Regions from separate parts of the Sus scrofa genome. Here region 1 is linked to region 2. Evidence: chromatin contacts called from public HiChIP or PLAC-seq data. All regions are on one chromosome and are shown on one strand. Each heading gives the region's core, a stretch centred on a gene start, on an enhancer-like site or on the middle of the called end of the contact. The rest is flanking DNA. Distances are from core to core; before and after follow the strand shown. Region 1 has its middle 54 kb from the start of RUNX3. Region 2 has its middle 89 kb from the start of CLIC4.

What was found. HiChIP or PLAC-seq counts read pairs in DNA pulled down with a chosen protein or histone mark.
Region 1: a contact with region 2 is called in an H3K27ac HiChIP or PLAC-seq map of alveolar macrophages. The contact joins two enhancer-like sites. A contact is called at or near these places in 1 of 47 Hi-C or Micro-C datasets (embryonic fibroblasts) and 1 of 2 datasets of contacts at active chromatin or transcription factors (alveolar macrophages).

Annotation. Positions count from the first base shown.
Region 1 is chr6:82,646,353-82,651,531 of Sscrofa11.1, reverse strand. No RefSeq gene overlaps it. Among named protein-coding and RNA genes, the nearest start is that of RUNX3, 54 kb to the right of the region's middle. Within about 2 kb of position 1,316, at least 30 of the 83 cell types and tissues checked have an H3K27ac peak or open chromatin away from gene starts, as enhancers often do. A contact at or near this core is called in alveolar macrophages, where this site is marked.
Region 2 is chr6:82,486,947-82,492,159 of Sscrofa11.1, reverse strand. No RefSeq gene overlaps it. Among named protein-coding and RNA genes, the nearest start is that of CLIC4, 89 kb to the right of the region's middle. Within about 2 kb of position 2,344, at least 29 of the 83 cell types and tissues checked have an H3K27ac peak or open chromatin away from gene starts, as enhancers often do. A contact at or near this core is called in alveolar macrophages, where this site is marked.

The DNA of each region.
Region 1 (5,179 bases), core at 67-2,566, 160 kb before region 2:
AAAACTGCGCAAATCATGATTTAAGTGCGATTATAAGGAGCATGCAGAGAGGGGCTGTGGGCTGTGAGGGCCCATACCACAGCCAGTCCTGGAAGGTTCCAGGAGGAAGTGACCTTCAGGCTGAGGTCTCAGGCTCGAGGAGGATATGGTCAGGCAATCGGGGGAGAAGCTGATGCTCAGGCAGAGGAAATACCATGTACAAAGGCTCTAAAGCTCTTTAAAGCTCCTGGAGTCCAAGTCGTTATCTGCCACCATTTGCCAGGCTCCTGGGACATGAGATAATGAGGAAGTAATTTGACTCCCTCTGCCTTAGTTTCCTCATCTGTAAAGTGGGGGTAATACTAGTCAGCACTTCCTGGAGGTGTCGGCAAAATTAAATGGGATCATTCATGTAAAATGCTTAGCCTAAAATAAACACTCAGTAAATATTAGCAACTCATTAATCATAAACCCCATCTGTGGAGCACCTGCTGTGTGTCAGACACCCCGCTACACATTCTGCAGATAATCTTCACACAGATCTGCCAGCTTGGACTTGCTGGCCCATTTCAGAGATGAGAACACTGAGGGCAGAGGACCGAGTCACTAAGGTGGAGATTGACTGAGGTTTTGGAGGACTCACCCGTGGCTTCTTGGAGGAGGTGGTGGCTGGGACGGGTTTTGAAGATGGGCAGCCTGGCCGCCCCAACCCCCTCCAGAACGTTGCAGCCCTAGGGGCTTCCTGGGTCTGGTGACGGGACAAAGGGGTACTCCGGCACTTCCAAGGCCTTCCTGGAGTCCCAGCAAGGGAAGGTCCCATCGGGCCAGGCTCTCAGACCACAGAGCCTCCAGCGAGCGCCAAACAACAAAAAGGCTTTTCTCACTCTGGATGAGTCACCAGACCGAGAGAGCAGACCCAGTGCCTGTGCTGAAGAAGCTGAAACCACACATCTGAAGAAGTTTCCCACGGCCACCACTTGCTTTAAATAGCTGCAGAGAAGTGGGGGCGGGATGGAGTGGGGGTCGGGGGCAGGGTTCTCTCCCGCAATCCCTGGCTGGGGTCTCCTCCCCAGCCCCTGCACGACCTTGACCTGAAGCCCCCTGGAGGCTGGTCCTTGCCGGGAACTCAGACTTCACGGGCACCAGGGGAACAAGCCAAGGTCCGGAGCCCTTGGTGGGATGAGGGGACAGTGGACAGACAGCTGGAGAGACATCCCGCCAGCCTGTGGGCCCGGGGAGGGGGGGGGTACAAGCCCCGGGGAAGGGGGAAGTTGACCTCACCCTGCACCCCGGTGCAGCCTCCCGGCCCCCAGCCAAGCTTCCTCGCAGGTCACCTGACTCCCCCTCGGCGCTCTGGCTGCCTGCCCCCCCCCTGCCTGCCCGGGTTCGTGACTGAGCCCTGGGCGGCGTTTCCGGAGGCAGGCCGGGAGCCGGGGCTGCTGACGCACTTGCCGCCCCCCCAGCAGGGCCGGGTGAGAAGAGCGAGCCCCCCATCCCCCCTTCCCGTAAATGAGCTCACCCACCCGGGCCTCGCAGGGATTCTAAGAAGTGGAAGCCTCTGCACCTGTTCCTCGCCCACCACCTCGCGCGTCCTCGCGATGGGGGGAGGGGCTGGGGTCCTCACTTCCCCCCAGCTCAACCCGAGGCCAGGCTGGAGTTTGGGGGGGCTGGCAAAGTTTTCTCCCCTGAGGTGCACAAGAACCCTGAGATCAGAGCAGCTCTGGGTGTCCCCAAGGCTTGGACCCGTTTTTCGGAGGGTAAGCGGGGGAAATCCAGAGATGCCTAGGAGATGAGTCTGGCTCCCTCCCAGTCCGGGAGTAACATCTCCTGCCCCTGGGGTTCAGGCAGCCCTTGGGGTCCAGCAGTGGCTCACAAAGTACCAGCCCTTGGAGAACATTGGAACTAAGGCCCAGAGAGGGCAGTGTCTTGCCCAAGGTCACACAGGACAGTGGAGCTCCAGCTGCACCCTTTGCGGGCCCAAACTCTGGCCAGCCCACAGGTATCACCACCACACATTTATCGAGCATCCTTTGGAGGGACCCAGGAGGAAATAAGACGGCATTGGTTACAGTCTGAAACAACTAGCTGTCAGTCACCAGGGCCCAAGGCCAGGGTTCTCAGCCCTGGCTTCTCTATCAGAGCCCCAAGCTTTGCAAAATAGCAATGCTAGGACTCCAGCCCCGAGACTGAGTTTCGGCAGATTGGGAGCGGGCCCAGGAATCTGCATTTTATAAGATTCCTCCAGTTGCTCAGATGACTGAAGGGCTTCAGGACAGGCAGTGAGTGGCTCCTGGGCAGGAGCTGCCCCCTTGAGAGGGTGATTTCCAAGGGCTTCTCATGGGAGGCTCCTGGTGCAGCCGTCCTCTCCACACCAACCTTTGCCTGCACTCAGGGCCCAGTTCAAAGGGGCCCCAGACATGCTGTCTCACTGAATGACAGTGGCGCCCACAGGCCCCTGCCGCAGGGAAAGGTGGGGGCTGGGGCCTGAGCCCCAAGGGTCTGTGCGTTCTTGCCCAGGTACTCAAGGGGCTTGGTTTTCTCAGGCCTGGTTGTGCTTCATGGCATCTCTCTAGGTGATATGGGAAATGACAAGAAGCTCACGAGCTGGGCTGCCTGATGGTTAGGGGCAGGCCAGCACCCTGGAGCAGGCCGAGGTCTGCACTCTTCCACCCGTGCACCCAGCACTATGTCCAGCCAGGGTCGGGGGGACTCCTTGACCTACCGGGTGGTCTGGGGCGCCTGAGCCCTAGGGTGAACAGGAAGTGCTCCCATCTGTCTCTGGTCCTGTGGCCAAGAGGGCCTTGTCCTGCCCACAGTGCCCAGCTTGGCCACCTCCTAAGGCCCCCTGTCCTCTCAGAGACTCTGTGTCCTCTTCTGCAAAATGGGCAGAAGAGTTTCTTGTAGCAGGTGCTACCGGAGGGGGAAGAGAGTGGCAGGTGCAGCGCCTCAGTGGGGCTGCCAGCAGCTGCCAGGCCCCTCTGCCAGCCCAGAGGGCCCTCCAGGCGGGGTGTGTCCTCAGAGCCTCTCTGAGCAGGTCTGTGTGGAGGTCACTGCAAGGAAGCAGAGGCCCTGCCCCTACCTTCCTCGTGAGGCTGCTGCTCGCCAGCTCTGGGACCTCAGACAGGTCCCGCCCTCCAGCTCCCCCCCCCCCCCCCGTTTCCTCATTTGTCAGGCAGATACCCCAACTCCAGGAGGTCCCTGTGAAGATTCAATGAACAGAGTCATGTGACTGTGTGAAGAACAGCCATTCCTACCACCAGCACGCTTGGTTTTTTTTCTCCCTAACCTATGAGGTCCAGGAGTGGGGACTGTGTCTTTGTGTCCAGGGAGCCTGTGCTGCTGAGGGCCTCCTCAGCTCTTGTTCAGCACAAGTGTGTCTGCACACGCATGTGAACGCATGTGTGTGTGTGCATGCCTGCACACTCCTGTACGTGGCGTGAGCCGGCGTGGAAATGTGTGTCTGGGCCCGGGGCCTGTCCGCGTCTGCGTTTTGCATATGGGTCTAGCGTGTGTGTATTTGCATGTGCGTCTTAGTCTGTGTGCCTGGACGCATGGGCCTGCTCGACCCGCAGGTGTCCAGGCCTTATGTGGTTAAGGCTTGGTGTGTAGGGGAGGGGTGGGAGGGTGCCCCTTGTTCTCTGACCTCGCCCTTCCCCAGGGACTCCAAGTGATGGGCCCACCTGGGAGAGCCAGACTATGCAAAACGGAGGCCAGACCTGGGGAAGCCCCTGGAGAGTGGCCTCTGGGGATAGGCTGGGCCTCCTCGCTTCTCCCAGCATCCTCCCCCCAGGCCCCTCCCTACCCCCCTGCACTCACAAGAGAGCAGCCTGCCCCTCCAGTGTCCTATGACCCCTCCACTCCAGGGCCTCCACACCGTCAGAGCCAGGTGCCTAGATTTCCCTGCCTCCCTGGCCCTGCCCCTCCTGCTCTCTGCCTCCTCCCCTGAGATGCCTTCGCCCCTCCCTCCTTCCTCTCTGAGGCTCCCTTTCACTTCTGCACAGTCCTGAGCTGCTTCTGCGAGCTGCATCGTGCAGCAGGTACTTGGCACTTTACCAAGAGAGGGGTCTGGCCCGAGCCCCATTTTACCCATGAGGAAACCAAAGCTCAGAGGAGTTAAGGAACTTGTCCAGGGTCACACAGCAAGTGACGAAGGGTCAGACACGGACCAGACACCACCTCCAGATATCTTACCCACCAGGCCACACTGCTGTCATGCTTCAAGTCCCTCAAATGACCAAGCCTTGCTGGGCTGACCTCATGAACCTCCCCGCCTCCAAAATGGGCCTCAGAGGCCCGGGCATCATCCCATAGGCCCACAGTTGGGAGAAGGAGACCCCAGACTCAGGAAAGGATGCTTGCCCTCTCAATGGCGGACCTCTGGCCCATCCCCGGCTCTTGGTCTGAGCCATGTTTGGGCCTAGAAACGTCCGAGCCCACCCCAGTCAGGCCAACTCGCAGCCCCCCAAGTCTTCCCATTGCCTGGTGGTCCCCACGGAGAGATCAGAATCCCCTTCAACAGGGTCGTTATTGTTTCCCCAGAACACGCTCCCATTTGGCAAAGGGGTGGGTGTCGGGGGAACCATGTGGCTTTGATTTAAATTTCACCCTGGAAAAACCATGGTTTGGATTAAGGGAAGAAACAGTTGGTGAAAAGTCATGAAAAGGAAGGAGGGGAGAAGGGGGGGAGGCTTGTAGCAAAAATGAGCCCCAAACTTTCAAACCCACATTCCAGAGGTTTCTCAAGGCCTGCCATCCAGCCGTAACCCCCCACCCCGGCACGCTTCTGTCCGCTTCAGTAGCTGGGCGGGCGAAGCAGTGGGAGCTGGAGGGGGAGTCCCACTGCTTCCCCACCCCTCCTCTTACAGGGGAGGAAACTGAGGCTCAGACCAGGTGATGATGGATTCTGGAGCCTTCCCTGAGTACAGAAGAAAAGCAGGAGGGAGCCCATGAGGCTCTGCTGCCTCCACTCTCTTGGCAAGGGGCTTGTCCCCTCCAGGCCTCTGTTTCCCCTGAGAAAGGGCAGAAGATGGTGTTACAGCATCTTATCACCCCTGGAGCTGAGTCAAGCCCAGGCAGCCCAGGCAAGGCTGGTCTGTTTGGCCTTGACCTATTACCCTCTCCTCAGGCCAGGCTCTGCACCTGAAGCTTCCTTCACATCCTCCGCACAAGTCTTTCCAACACTCGAAATCCCTATTGCACA
Region 2 (5,213 bases), core at 1,095-3,594:
CCTGAGAGCACTGTCCTGGGGTCCCCATGCTGCAATTAACCACCTACAGGACCTTGGGCAAGTCTCTCACCCTTAGTTCATTCACTGGTGAGCCAAAGGTGCTGGAGTACTTCTAGCTCGCTGTCACTGGGCCTTCTAAAAAGCCTCTGATAATGAAAGTTTTTTTGGACCACCACGGTGAAAGGTATCTTTAGAACATGGCAGAATTTTTCTTTAAGAAAAAAAAAAATCCTCTATTGATAGTCAAACCAGTATCGTGCACCAGTTGGGCTCCAGTTCATTTACATTTTTGTCTTTAACATCAATTTTTAAAACAATTAAATTCGGGAGTTCCGCTGTGCCTCAGCGGAAACGAATCTGACTGGTATCCATCAGGAACCAGGTTCGATAGCTGGCCTTGCTCCATGGGTTAAGGATCCGGCATTGCCATGAGCTGTGGTGTAGGCTACAGATGAGGCTCAGACCCTATATTGCTGTGGCTGTGGTGTAGGTTGGCAGCTGCTGTTCTGATTCAACCCCTAGCCTGGGAACCTCCATGTGCCGTGGGTGTGGCCCTAAAAGACAAATAATAATAAAATCAGGTAACCTTAAGTTTCTGGCAAGGGCCATGGGATTCCTAGAGCACCTGTAGAGATTTGGGGAAACTATTCCAGAAAATGAGAGGACATCGTTGAAATGACACTGTTTCTGATGAAGGAAGGGGAAGGGAGCTATCACTGAGCTTTTCTTCTCCTGCCACTTCCTCGGTGGGGAAACCTCCTGGTCAGCCACAGTCAGATTTCACTGGCCTACAGTGACCTCTGCAGACAACAGAGAGTTACATCTCAGAGCCCAGGTGGCGGAAAAGACCCTTGTGCTCCCCCGGCCCCCAGAGTCCCCTCTCACCAAACAGGACCCTCCCTTACAAACAAAAATGGAGCACAGGTATGCTTGGTGCATGGTATTAGAGCCTTTAGCTCACTGGCATTGTCCCGACATGCCTGGCGCTTGGCAGGCTGGAGCGAAACACGGTACAGCCCAGGAACTTCTGACCACCCCACGAGAAAAGTGCACTTGGGGAGCTCCGGGCTGCTGCTTCACAGCTGGGCCATGAAATCAGCCTTCCTGAGTCCCCAGTTTGAGCCCCTCCCAACAAAGGAAAGGTGACAGCATGGTACCCAGCGCTCTGATGGTTAAGCTCTGGAGCCAGATGGCCTTGATCCATTCCTAGCTGTGTGAGCTTGAATCTCTCTATGCTTGAAGCTCCTTACCTTTAAAAGAGGGTTAATAACCATCTCTAACTCCAATGGAGTGTTGACAAGATGAAAGACTTGAAACGGTTACATATTTTAAAAACATATTTATACCTATAGGTATATAAACTCAGTACTGTAACTGGCACATCGTGTTTAATGAACATCATTTATGCATTTTTTTTTTGGCCCCACACCTGGAGCATGTGGAAGTTCTCAGACCAGGAACCCAGCCCAGGCCACAGTAGTGACCAGAGCCACAGCAAATGACAATGCCGGCTTAACCACTAGGCCACCAGGGAACACCAAAGATCCTTTGTTCTTCTTTGACTGAGGAAACGAGAGAAAGAGAGAACACTAGAAGAAACTGAAATATATAAAATAAGAAATAGGATCAGAAAGGTGTCACTGGATTTCTTTTTTATCCTCCCAAAGGCCGCTCTGAGGGCAGCTCGCCTCTCTTGAGGCCACTGCTCCCTCCAGGGCAGTCTGCAGACCAGGACCCTCCTCCTAGAGACAGTCACATTCAGCTCTGGGCGCGGAGCCCCCCTCCGAGGGGCATGCGGGAGGGTCTCGTGTGCGGGCTGCATCAGCTCTCCCAGCGGCAATCAGCTGGGCTCCGCGTGCGGCACCTGCGGGAGCTGCGACCCGCGGCTCTGAACCCCTGGCGCGGTAGTTGGCACGCGCTGCCGGCGGCGCAGGGGCGAAGCGGGGAGGAGCCCGGGCGCTAACCGCGGCGGCACCCCTCCCTCCTCGTCCCAACCGCCACCAGACCTGTCAGTTTGGCTTCCGAGGCGCTTCCTCCAGCCGCCCCGCGGGCCAGTGAGAACCCAGCGCGTGCAGAAGTGCGAAAGGGCTGCAAGAACCAGGCGCGGGGCTCCCGGCCGGGGGCAGCCAAAGCCCCCGGCGACCCGACCTCAAAGCACGGCCCTGCCCCCCGCAAAGGGTGCGACAGGGCCGGCCGGGCCTCCGGCGGGGCGGCAGGCGCCGCGCTGTAGGTGAGCGGCGGCGCGGGGAGCGTCCGTTCGACACAGGAAGGAGGGAAGGGGCCGGAGGTGCCTTCACAGCGCGGCAGGCGTGACAGATCTGATAAAGAGGAAGGAAGCCCTCCACGCGGCTGAACCGAGCTGCCGGCTCCGCAAACCGACGAGGTCCTGCAGCTGTCACGTCCCTGCTTGCAGCCGCGGGGCCGAATGGAAAGGAGCCTGCGCCTCCTGCTGGTCATTTTAGGAAGACCACGCGAGGCAAGGAAAGTCGGCCAAGGCTTCAGGGACTCTGGCGCGGCCACTGCCTCCTCAGCAGGTGGTAGAGCCCCTGGGGAGGTAAGTCTCCTGGGAGATGCGGGCCTTGTCTGGGCCTGGATCCTCTACCTTCGGTTCCTTGCAAGAGGCCTGCCCCAGGGAAGAAATACAAGAATAGATTGACTCTAGCTAGGCTCTGCTTACCTGGCAACCAACCCATTTATCTTTGCTGTCCTGGGTCAAGGAGCCAAGTCCATCCTAATGAGAAAAAAGGACAGAAGCACTTCTAAAGATTGCAGGGCACGATCCACTTATTGCTACGGGCTCCTCTGGGCTCTTAATTCTGGCTGTCACTTACTAGCTGTGTGGCCTTGAGCAAGTTTCTTAACATCCCTGTGCCTCAGTTTCCTCATCCATAAAGTGGGAAGCAGTCTCTATCTCACAGGATTGTTAGGAAGACCCAGTTAACATATGCAAAGTACTTAGAATAATTCTGGCTCACTGCACATATGTTTGTTAAATTAAAATTTTAAATTTCAGTGTAGGGTATAGGCTTGCTGCACTTGCTACAACTGTTTCCTTATTCTGGAGAGTTTTCTTGCTGTCTTTCAGCAATAATAGAATATTATCAATCTATATCAATAATAGAAATTATTAATCTCTATTTCAGTTCCACTGCAGAGAACATACTCAGTACAATTTCATTTCTTTGAACTTTGTGGAGGCCTTGCTTTATGGTTAAACATGTTGGATTACTTTGCTAAAAGCTCCACATGCTTGAAAAGAATGTGCGTTGGGCAGTTGTTGGATATAGTGTTCCAGTATTAGGTCGAAGTGGTTAATTGTGTTATTGAAATCTGCTATTCCTTACTGAGTTTGTGGGGAGGGGACAGTCCCTGCTCGTGTATCAGTTAGTGGAGAGCTATGTTAAAAACTCCAATTATGATGGCATACTTTCTTCTCCTTTTAGCTTCGTTAACATTTGCTGTATGTATCCAAGACTGTTATTAGGTTCATGTAAATTTAAGACTATTATGTCTTCCTAGTGAATAAACTTTCCATCATCATAAAAGGACATTATAAATGTCCTATAAGATGCCTTCTTTGTCTGTAGTAATACCTCTTGCCTCGAAGCCTGCTTTGTATGATAAATGGTTATACCTACTTTCTTTTGTTTGTGGTCAATTATTTGACTGTTTCATCCCTTAATTTCAACTTTTTATCCTCATAAAGTTTGTTTCTTATAAATATGTTTGTCTTGTAATTGTTTTAAATACAGTTTAACACTTCCTTGTAATTGGTTTAGCCCACTTACATTTCATGTAATATGGTGTAGGGTTTATAGCTAACTTTTTTTTTGTCTTTTCTAGGGCCACACCCATGGCACATGGAGGTTCCCAGGCTAGGGGTCGAATCAGAGCCATAGCCCCTAGCCTACACCACAGCCACAGCAATGCCAGATCTGAGCCATGTCTGCGACCTACACCACAGTTCACGGCAACGCCGAATCCTTAACCCACTGAGTGAGGCCAGCGATTGAACCTGTATCCTCATGGATCCTAGCTGGGTTCATTAACCACTGAGCCACGATGGGAACTCCTACAGCTAACCTTTTGCTATTTTTCCAACTGGTCCTGTCCCTTGTTCCTTTAGTCCTCTTATCCTTTCTTTTGGATTTGATTTTTTTTAAATTCCATTTTACCCTTGAATCTTAGATTTTTTAAGTTATTCTCATAATTAGCTTAGCAGTGACCCTACAGATTACAATATTTATCTAAGATCTACTATCATTTTCTGAAACTAGTACTTTTACCATTTGCCAAATAATATAAGGATCATACAAGTACAGAACTCTGCTTCCCTTCCTTCCACCTTTCCACCTATACAGTATATACAGTATATACTGGATACTATATAGTGTGTATAGCATACGGTATATATAATATGGTATATATAGTATACATTATATACTATGCGTGTATGTGTATGCATTTATATATACTGTTATGTATTCCACATTATATGTCTTCAAGATATTGTTTAAACGGTCAATGTTCTTTTATCTTTGCCTATTATTTACCCTTTCCATTATCCTTCATTCTTCCTTCCGGTTTCATACTACCATCTGCTGAAGTCCTTCGGGCTAAAGCACTTCCTTAAGTGTTTTCTCATACCCACGTCTGCTGGTGCCAAATTCTCAGCTTGCATCTGCCTGAACATGCCTTTATTTTGCCTTCATTGTTGAGGATGTTTTCACTAAGTAGACAATTCTAAGTTGGCAAATCTTTCTCAGTACTTTAAAGACTCTGGCTTTCAAAGTTTCTGCTGAAAAGCAGTCATCGCTCCTTCAAAGATGATGTCCCTCCCTGTCATTAGGATTTTCTTTGTCCTTGGTGTTCAGCAATTTGACCATAATATTCTTAGGTATAGTGTTTCTGGTTTTTGCTTGTTTTTTTTTTTTCTCTCTTATTCCATAATGTGTTTGCTGAGTTTTATGAATCTGTGGGTTGATGTCGTCAACAATTTTGGAAAATGCTCAGCCATTATGTCATCGAATATTGCTTCTGCCGCATTTCCTTTTATGTCCGGGACTTCGATTACATGTCTATCTTTAGATTGTGTTCCACATGTCTCTTATACGCTTCTTGTTTTTGTTGTTGTTTGTGCATTCTTTTTACTCTCTTTGCTTAATTTTGAATTTTTTCTATCAGTCTATCTTCAAGTGCTGATCATGTCTTTG